Linked DNA regions of Sus scrofa: region 2 is linked to region 1. A link is a contact called in public Hi-C data. All regions are on one chromosome and are shown on one strand. The core of a region is the stretch at or near the end of the contact, and the rest is flanking DNA. Distances in the headings are between cores, read along the strand shown.

Region 1 (4,715 bases), core at 1,537-4,036:
GGGTGCAGACACCAGACACGCCCCTTGGAAAAGGACCAGTCCTCTACATGGGTTCAGAGAACTTTGCAGGACACAGACCCCTGCCTTGGCAAGACTTCCTGGGATCCTCTGGGCCTCAGGTCACACTGCATCAGAGACAAAGCAAAGCAGGTGCTTCCTACCCAGGATGGGAAACCCCTGTACTGCCGGTTGTAAATGGCCACCCACCCCTGGCTCAGAAAGCTCACTACCTGCCCTCTTGCATCCATTGCTAGACAGTGGTAGGTGCTATTAAAGTTCTTTCCCCACGGAAGACCATGCCTCCTCTAACGCCCTGAACAAGCCTGCCCATCTCCTTTCCAGTCCGCTGCTCCCTCAGGTACCCCAGACCCATAAGAATCCGGAAGGTCCCAGGTACCCCCAGAGACAGCAGGGCCATCCCAGGATTCAGGTTTGGCAAAATACACACAGGTCCAAAAACCTTTCCCAAGGGCCTGATGCCAACCCCGCAGGGCCAGGCTGTGCCTCTCTGCAGCCATCAGCACGGAGGTCTCTTTCCACAGGCAGGGATGGAGCTAAAGAGTGAGGCTTGGGTTGAGGAAAATGGGAGCAGGTGAAAAGAGGAGGACAAAAGCATCCAGGCACCACCCTGCCCTCCCCAAAAAGGAAAGGGGTGGCACAAGAAGGGTGACAGATGGGGAAGGGGAGGGGGGAGGGAGTGGAGGCACACAGGGGAGGAAGGAGGTGCGGCAGCCCCCTTGGCCTCACACCCGCTGCAGGAGGGCCTGGCCTGCTCCCTCAGCCTTGGCCCTGCTGCTGAAATTCCAGCTCTGTGCGCAGCCCAGCTGGCTCACTGCCAGTCATGTGCCAGCTCCAGGCTGGGCAGCGGGAAGTGGGGCACGCGGCGGGCACATGGACGAGCAGCCAGGAAGTGCAGAGCCAAGGGCTGGATGTCCGCTTGGCGCAGAGATGCAAAGCCTGGTGGGAGCAGCCCAGGCCCGCCCTCCCCACAGCCAGCAGCTCAGAGACCCCAGGCTTCATGAATACCCAAGAAGGGCCTGAGGGCGAGGCTTGGGGCTGGGTGCTGAGGCGACCAGGGAAATCACGTGGTCTGGTTGGCCGAAGCCTGTCTGCTTCGACAAGCGAGTCAGCAGGCTCGCTAGCTGACCACAGGCGGTTTGGAGAGAGGCAGGGCATGTGGGGCTCAAGGGCCAGCTGCCTGGCTCTGAGTATCAGCTGGGTGACCTCAAGGCAGGTTTACTCATCTCTCTGGGCCTCGTTTGCCTCCTCTGTGAAATGGGGGTGACAGTAGCACCTGCTTTATCGGCACAAGCTCCGTCCACGTGTTGGCTCGGAGAGCTGGTGCAGGGGACGTGCTGAGCGCAGAGCCTGGCACGTGCCGACTCCCGGCGCTGGCAAATTCAATGCTGAGAACCTCTGTGGGGTCTCACCAGCACCAAGCGGCCCACATAGGCCCAGGCTCGGGTAGCCCTCCCTTGTCGGTGGCCCTCCAGCCGAAAAACCCTTAGAACTCCCTTCCCACAAGTCGTTGCCTAACGTGCGAGTGCCGAGAAGCAGGCCGGGCTGGGGCGGATGGCACCATCCTCTCTGGCCTCCCTCAGCCCAACCCTCAGCCCTCTGAGGTCCCTGGCACGTGGGTCCAGCCTTCATCTGGGGCCAAGGCCATTTTCTGAGGACAAGGACAAACCAGATTGTAAGTTTTTTAAAAACATCAGGCCATATAGTGAAACTATAGACTTATACAGGCCACCTCCACTGCACTCCAAGGCTGTTTACAAAAGCACTCGGAGGGGTTCGCGTCCACCTTGGGTGAGGAAGCCCAGTGAGAGAGAGGGGCAGGTCTCTAGGAAGCCAGGGAGAAAGTCAGCACAGAGGGGGACCGGGATACTGGCTGACTGGCACTTCAGTGCTGTGTGGTCTTATTAACTCCCTGGGTCTCAGTTTCCTTAACTGTGAAATGGGCCACGGTGCCTCCGTCACAAGATTGCTGTGAGGCTTGAATGAACACAAAGTACTTGGCTTTATCAGTTTAGTGGCAGGCACCAGACAAGCCAGAGCTGTGCGTGAGCCGTGGCAATGGGTGTCAACAAGGGGACGGGACCAGAACTCAGGCAGGGCCCTCCTGCTCTGGCTACCGTCCCTGCCACCACCCCACGTGTGATGTTTCCCAGCCTAGATAGCTGCCTTGGCTCCCTTCTGCCCACCCAGAGCTTAGACTGCTAGCTTAGCTGCCACTTTCCCCATGGAGTCCCCCCTGGCTTAGCACTGAACTCTGGTGTCTGGAGACGCCCTTGCTAAAGGCCTGGGTGCCTGGGTTCTAGTTCCCTCCAAGCTAGTCTGGGAGACATTTCTGTTTCACAGGTCTTGGTTTTGCTTTCCGCTTCCCCACCCCACATTGAACTGTGATCTCCTGAGGGTGGGGCCCAGGTCCTCAGACTTCCCCTGGGGAACTTCCAGCGTTGCCTTGCCGGGGGTTATAGGGGACCGAAAGAACTCACACATAGAAAGTAGTTAGGATGGGCCTGGCACACAGTAAATGCCATGGAAGCATTTGCTCTTCCGATTATTATTATTTAGCCACCCCCGCCTCCACTTCCAATCCGCAGGCCCCAGGATGGGGTGGGGGGATGGAGTGAAGCAGAAACCAGGAAGAGGGGGGCTTTCCACCTGCCCTCATCCCTCTCCTTCCCTCCCTCTCTCTCCTTCAACCTGCTTCTCCTTTGTGCTCAGACCACAGAGCCCGCCCCCTCGCCCCGTGAGCCAGTCTCTGGCTGCCATGCCCTTGCCCTGTGCCCCCCTGGGTCCCCAAAGGCCGTTTCATCACGCCTCAGCTCCCTGCCCCGCCCCCTGCCCAACATGTGCGGAGCCCATGGCCTCCTGCCAAGGCCTGGGGCTGCCAGCAGAGGCAAAGAGACAGAAATCTCACCGCTCGGTAGGTTTTCTTCTGCCCGGCGTGCTTGGGGGCTTTGCCTGGCTCCGCTGAGCTCTCCACATGCATCGAGTAGATGATGTCAAAGAAATCTTCCACCACAGCGACCCGCTTCAGAGAGATGCCCTCGGGCTCCGACAGGCCATCTGCCCCCTGCGACAGGGTGGACAAGCTGTGTTAGTGTCAGGGAGGATGGCGGGGTGAGAGCCGGGCCCTGCGGCCAGCAGTGGGTCGCGGGCAGGGACGGTGCTGCTCGCTGACCCTGCAAGGCCTCCGATGCTAGGTCTGGGCGGGGGCTGGGGGGCAGGAGGCTGCTGAGAGGGCCGCAGGGAGGGGGCTTCACCGGCAGGGTGGCTGCTGCTACTAAACCTACCAGAAACAATGGGCAGAGAGAAACAACAACGAAACTACACATTAAAAAACCAAGAGCCTCCATGTTCACAATTTCAGACAGATTGTGCCAGACTCAGGCGGGGAGCATTCGAATCACACACGGTGCCAAGACCGTCCTGGAAGTCTCTGGGGAGTGGGGGGGTGCTAAATAGATGCGGCCCCATCAGGAGCTTTTGCCAATTAGCAGTAACCTTTCACTGTGGTCCTGGGCTGGGGTCCCAGGGGAACGGCTCAGATCACCTGGGCGACTCCTGCCTCGCCCTGGCCTTTCAGAAAAGCTTTTCACCGCTGCCCGCCTCCCCACTCCAGCAGCTGAGTGCCAGCAACGGCACCCAGGCTCTTTGTGTGTGTGTAAAGAGTAACAGACGCAGGGCCGTGTGGAGGTGACGGGGGCACGTGAGTGGGGTGGCTGTGGGCCCCCCGAGGCTCTTATTGGGCTGGCATGAGTGCTGTCAGCTGCCCCTGAAAAGGTGTGCCAGGATCTCTGTGACATGGGCTCTCAGCCCTCATCTCCCCAAGTGGGGACTCAGAAGGCTCGGAGGGGTTTCAAAGAGGAAGCACGAGCAGCGGGGAGGTGGGGGGCTGGGGGAAAGGAGGCAGGCCTTTTCTCTAAAAGTGCCCCCAACACAAATCCCCGAGAAGAGTTCTTCTCCAAAGGCTCCCATTCAAGAATGTGGGCTCTTTGGGGTGGGGTGGGTTCTTCTGTTGGCTCACAGCTGTCTCTCCAGCCCCAGGACAATCAGAGAAACACAGCAGGCTCAAGAGATACCTGCCAATGACTGGTTGGTTATAAGCGGCAGCCAGGTGGGGTAGTTTAGACACTTTTCCAGTTTCAATAGGGCTCTGTCATTTTATTTTATTTTATTTTGTCCTTTTAAGGCCACACCCGCAGCATATGGAGGTTCCCAGGCTAGGGGTTGAATTGGATCTGTAGCTGCTGGTCTACACCACAGCCACAGCAACGCAGGATCCGAGCCGTGTCTGCAACCTACACCACAGCTGACGGCGACGCCGGATCCTTAACCCACTGAGTGAGGCCAGGGGTTGAACCGCGTCCTCATGGTTGCTAGTCGGGTTCATTAACCACTGAGGCACAGCGGGAACTCCGGGGCCCCGACATTTACGTGGCTGTGTGACCCTGAGAGGGTATTTTGCTTCTCTGAGCCTCAGGCCCTTTATCTAGAAAATGGAGGTAACAGAAACACCTTTCCCGCAGCTACAGAGAGGAGCGAATGAAATATGTGTGCAGCACTTAGGACCAAGCCCGGCCCACAGGAACTGCTGGATAAATATTGTCATTAAGAAGTGCTCTGCCAATCGCCAAGTTTCCCCTCTCTAGGCTAGGGCTGCACATCGCAGCAAGCCTGGGAGGCTGTTAGGGCCAGGACCTGCC
Region 2 (4,715 bases), core at 1,457-3,956, 110 kb after region 1:
CAAGGGTTGGTATGGGAATTAAAAGCAACAACTGTGCATCTAGAGCTTTCTTGCAGGTCTCCACCCCTATGGGGCCTGCTGGATTTTTGCTAGTGGTCAAGACACTATTTCAGAAGGATGCACAAGGAACAGGTCTTCGAGGGCGTCTCTGGGGAGGGAAAGTGGGAGAGGGGGACTTTAACTTGTCTCTACTTGTTGTTTTGTACCTTCAGGATTTTGTATCACACAGGTGTAGTGTGACTATTTCCAAAGCTGATTACAGAACTGTGGTACAAAGACGCTCCCTTGCTTGAGCGCCCGCTCTCCTGCGGGCCGCCCTGCCACAGCCGCGCCCAGGCCTTGTGCAGGGATGGGGCCCGCCTTGCAGCCACTTTGTTTCCCGGCAAGTCCCCAGCACAGCCTCGAGGGCCATGAGGTCTCTGGTTCCAAGCACAAGCCTGTCGCTTTTACACTTTCACTGCTTTTACCTCGGGACTTGGGCTGAGTCTCTGTTCTTCCTCGGTCTTACCTGTAGGTGAAATGATGGTACCTCCCCCCTCCCAGGGGTGGGGGGGGCAATGACGGTAAGGACTAAAATGAGGTGCTAACTCCTGGAAAGGGCCAGACACAGATCCCAGCCCAGAGTCTCGCTCTTTCCCCCGTCCTTTGAAAGGGACAGGAAGTGGTCAGCTCCTCTTCTCAGAGCTCATCTCCATCCACCCGGTCCCCACCTATCCTGCAGGTGGCCTCAAGTCTCCCAAGCCATTTCCTGCCCCAGGCCCTGGTGCCTGCTGTCCCTCCTCCTGGCCAGCCCTCCCCTGATCCCGGGCTTGCTTCTTCCCATCACTCTGTTTCTCCCGATTGCGGCCTCCTCCGAGAAGCCCTCCCAAACTACCCTGTCTAAAACGGCCCCACACCCTCCTCCATCTCTTGCCTCTGTTTATTTTCTTCGTGGTACTTCCATTAGCCCTAATTGTATTTTTTTTTTTTTTTTGGCCCATGACTGGGGCAGGTGGAAGTTCCAGGCCAGGGACTGACCCACAGCAGCGACCAGAGCTAAAGCAGTGACAACACTGGATCATTAATCAGCTGCACCACAAGGGAACTCCCTCAAATTGTATTTTTAAAATAGGAGTTCCCGTCATGGCGCAGTGGTTACCGACTAGGAACCATGAACTTGCGGGTTCGGTCCCTGCCCTTGCTCAGTGGGTTAACGATCCGGCGTTGCCATGAGCTGTGGTCTAGGTTGCAGACGCGGCTCGGATCCAGCGTTGCTGTGGCTCTGGCGTAGGCTGGCAGCTACAGCTCCGACTAGACCCCTAGCCTGGGAACCTCCATATGCTGCGGGAGCGGCCCGAGAAATGGCAAAACGACAAAAAAAAATTAAAAAATTAAAAAAAAAAACTCTTTTTAGAGAATAATTTTAGATTCATAGAAAAGTTGCAAAGACAATACAGAGGATTCCTGTATATCCTCCCATTACCTCACCTGGTACCTGGGTCCAAACCAAGAAAGGAACACCCCTGTGGTACCATTAACTGACTTGCAGGCTTAATTCAGATGAAGTTACACTTTTCCTTTCTTTATGACTTGTTTTCAGCTGTCTCCCCCACTGGAAGGAAAACTGAAAGCAAGGAGGCTGCCTCACTCACCCGCCACCAACTCCCTCACACTTGGCCGTAAATACTGATGAGGAAAAGGAGGAGAAATAATGGCAGAAAGCAGCAGCCCGCCCGTGACTGCTGAGGGCCCCCTCTGTTCTGAACGCCCTGAACACTGCCAATCGTTGAATCCTCATGACAACCCATGAGGTGGCTGCTACTTATGGGGAAACCGAGGCCAGTGCAGTTCGGTGGCTGGCGGGAGGCCACCCAGATGGTCAGGACCAGGGTCGGTAGGCTCTGGCACTTCCCTCGGGGACCAGAATAAACGCTGATCCTTCCACGCCCTTAGTCCACCTCAGAGCCAGAGGTGGGGGTTGACAGCCTTCTTCGGCCCCAGGGTGGCTGATTTACCTGCAGCCACAGGATGGACCAGAGCACAGGGCTGGGATGGAACCCGAGCCTCCTGCTCCAGCTGGCTGCCCCGAGGCAGCAGCCGCCCTGGCTCTGCACAAGGGTGTGCGGTGTCCCTCCCGGGGCCACGAGCCCCGCCCTGCTTCAGGGAAACAGAGTGCCTGGCCCAGCCACAGACCGTGGGCTCACTTTGGCAGCCCTGACTCCCGGGTCCGTGAGGATGCAGAGCAGGGCTGAGAACCCCTTGCCACCTCCTTTTGCCCGTAGCCTGGTTGCAGAATGGACGCTCTCCATCCTGAAAGATGCGGCCTTTTCAGAAGCGCCTGCTAGGCTCTGGGGACAGAGACGAACAGGAAGAAATGGCTGTCCCTTTCGGGATGTGGGGAGGGGGGAGCAACACCTCCCAAAGGGAAAAGTCGTCCCCAGCAGGAGGTGGCCACCCAGCGCCAGCCTGGCACAGCCTTGAGGTCCTAATAATGTTTGCCGGATGCCCTCAATATAAGCGTCAGTGCCCAGAATCTCCTTGAGGTTTCAGCCAGGCGCGCCCGCCCCATCCCCCATTCTGGGGAGCAGAATAAGTATGGGGGGTGGTGACAGGGGACACCATGAGGTGGTGGCAGCCTCTGTGAGAGAGGCAGGCTGCTCAGCCCAGAGCTGGGGGGTAGGGGTGCCTTGTGTGCAGCTAATTAAACAGTGACTGTGATGAATCGGGGAGAGGCTGCCGCCTGCTAATTAAAGGTGCAGGCGTCTTGCCTGCAAGGATGGGAGCGGCAGCAGCCCCGGAACCGTGTCGAGAGGCCCGACCAGCAAGGACACCACAGGCTCTGGGCGTCCCTTCCAGCCTCAGGCCTTCCCAACAGGACCCAGAGGCCCCCTCCCCACTTCCCTATCTCTCCCACCCACCTTGCTGGAGCCCCGGGCCTCAGGCTTCCCCCTCCGCACCAACCCGAACTGCTTCCCTGATAAGAGCCCGGGCGTTGAGGAGGAGGAGCCTGCTGGTGCCCCGCGTCTGGGCTGGTGGGTGGGCACCACCCTGAGCCTTCAGGGACTCCCCCCACCCTCCACCCCCACCTCCCAAGACCCCAAAGTCCAGCAAATGAGTCCAAGGCAGAGGCTGGCTGTCGGGAATGAGACCCCAGGACAATTCTTAGAATCATAGACTCTCAGACTCAGGGGGCCTTAAACATCCCCCACTTTCCGTGCCGGATGGTACCCAGCTCCTGGCTTGCCCCAGATGCCCTGGCATGTACGAGAGGCAGAGAGAGACAGAGGCACAGCATTGCTTTCTAGCCTCAGGGCTCCTGACCTGGATGAAGATTCCTACAGATGGACAAAGAGACCTCAGGGCTGCCCACCCCCTGCCCCGCATCGGCTTAAACAGGGAAGTTCAGTAGCTAAGAACACAGGCTCCAGAGGCCGGGCACCAGCGTCCAAGGCCCAGACCCACCACTGGCCCCAGGGCGGGACCTCAGGCAAGCTAGCTAATGGCTGCATGCCTCAGTTCTCCTGTCTGCAAAGCTGGGCCTGGTCGCACGCCTACTCTAAGGGTCAACTGAGAGGATGAAGAGACGATAGGGGTGAGGTGTTCAGCACAGAACAGGCCTGGAAACGTCAGCCATTGTTATTTGCAAACTGGGGCACTCGGGAGGGTGTGGCCTGCCGCCAGCCTCTCCTCCACGTGACCTCCGCGTGCAGTCCTGTGCTCTGAGGACAATTACACCTGACACAGGGAGAGTATGTCACCCTTCACACAGGGGCTCTTACACCCTCTCTGACCCCCACAACCTTCTGAGGGAAGTAGAGCAGCAGAAAAGAAAACAAGGTAGATGGGGGTTCCCACTGTGGCACAATGGGATGGGTGGCATCTTGGGAGCACTGGGACACAGGTTCGATCCCCCAATGTGCTGGGAGGCGCTGCTTTGTCTTGAAGCTTGATTTGCAAAGCAAAGGTTCTGCTTCTACTTCGAGGGCAAAATCAGCATTAAGAGAGTCTGGAGGGGAGCTGATAAAGCCCCTCTGGTGCTCCCAGGATAATCCTTCACAAAGAGGGTCAGATATTGGGCTCTGGGAAGCGCCAAGTGGGCCCTGAGGTCTATGGTGCCTGTTTCTGTGGTTCTGGGGTCTGTCATGTGAGGTATCTGGAGGTCCTGGATGTTGTGGTTTCCGAGACCACACTGTCCAGGGCCCCAAGCATGAATCCATCCATATCTAAAATGGGCTGTGAGGTGCCCCTTCCAAGTGGCCAGGCACTCACCAGGACAGGGGCTTCCTACTGCAGAGCAATGCAGTGGGGGAAGGATGCAGCAGCTATAAGAGGCTGAGAGACAGTGGAAGCCTTTTGAGGCTGTCAGCCCTGACACTGGGACACCTGGACCTTATGCAGTCAACCCAAAGCAGACAGGGATGAGTGCAAGATTGCCGGCCTTGGATGCTCTATCTCCATCCTCCCTCTTCAGAGATCAGCGCTCAGCCAGAGGAATGGGGAGATAGCTTGGGTAGGTCTGGCCATAAGGCAGCCCCTGTAAGCAAAGCTAATGGCTCCTGGAAAACACTCCCTGCTACTCACTTTCCTGAGGGCCCCCTGCACCAGAGCTGGACCAAGTGCTGGTCTAGGGCGCCCTCTGGTGGTCCCTCTGGGCAGTGGCAGAAGCAGCGGTGAGTTTAAGGGTGGGTGGTCAGAGCAGGAGGACTTCAGAGTGGACAACCTCTCCCACTACACAG

What was found. A called contact is a pair of places that touch in the nucleus more often than the background predicts.
Region 2: a contact with region 1 is called in a Hi-C map of fetal liver, with 2.8 times the contacts expected there. The contact joins two enhancer-like sites. A contact is called at or near these places in 2 of 5 promoter capture datasets (fetal liver and liver), 28 of 47 Hi-C or Micro-C datasets (adipose tissue, alveolar macrophages, blood and 14 more) and 2 of 2 datasets of contacts at active chromatin or transcription factors (alveolar macrophages and skeletal muscle).

The regions. Positions count from the first base shown.
Region 1 is chr17:36,146,900-36,151,614 of Sscrofa11.1, forward strand. NOL4L (nucleolar protein 4-like) reads right to left here. Exons shown (of 11, transcript XM_021077429.1): 2 at 2,927-3,082. Among named protein-coding and RNA genes, the nearest start is that of NOL4L, 52 kb to the right of the region's middle. Within about 2 kb of position 2,787, at least 14 of the 83 cell types and tissues checked have an H3K27ac peak or open chromatin away from gene starts, as enhancers often do. A contact at or near this core is called in fetal liver, where this site is marked.
Region 2 is chr17:36,258,960-36,263,674 of Sscrofa11.1, forward strand. The region is part of intron 6 of COMMD7 (COMM domain-containing protein 7); the gene reads right to left. Among named protein-coding and RNA genes, the nearest start is that of NOL4L, 60 kb to the left of the region's middle. Within about 2 kb of position 2,707, at least 6 of the 83 cell types and tissues checked have an H3K27ac peak or open chromatin away from gene starts, as enhancers often do. A contact at or near this core is called in fetal liver, where this site is marked.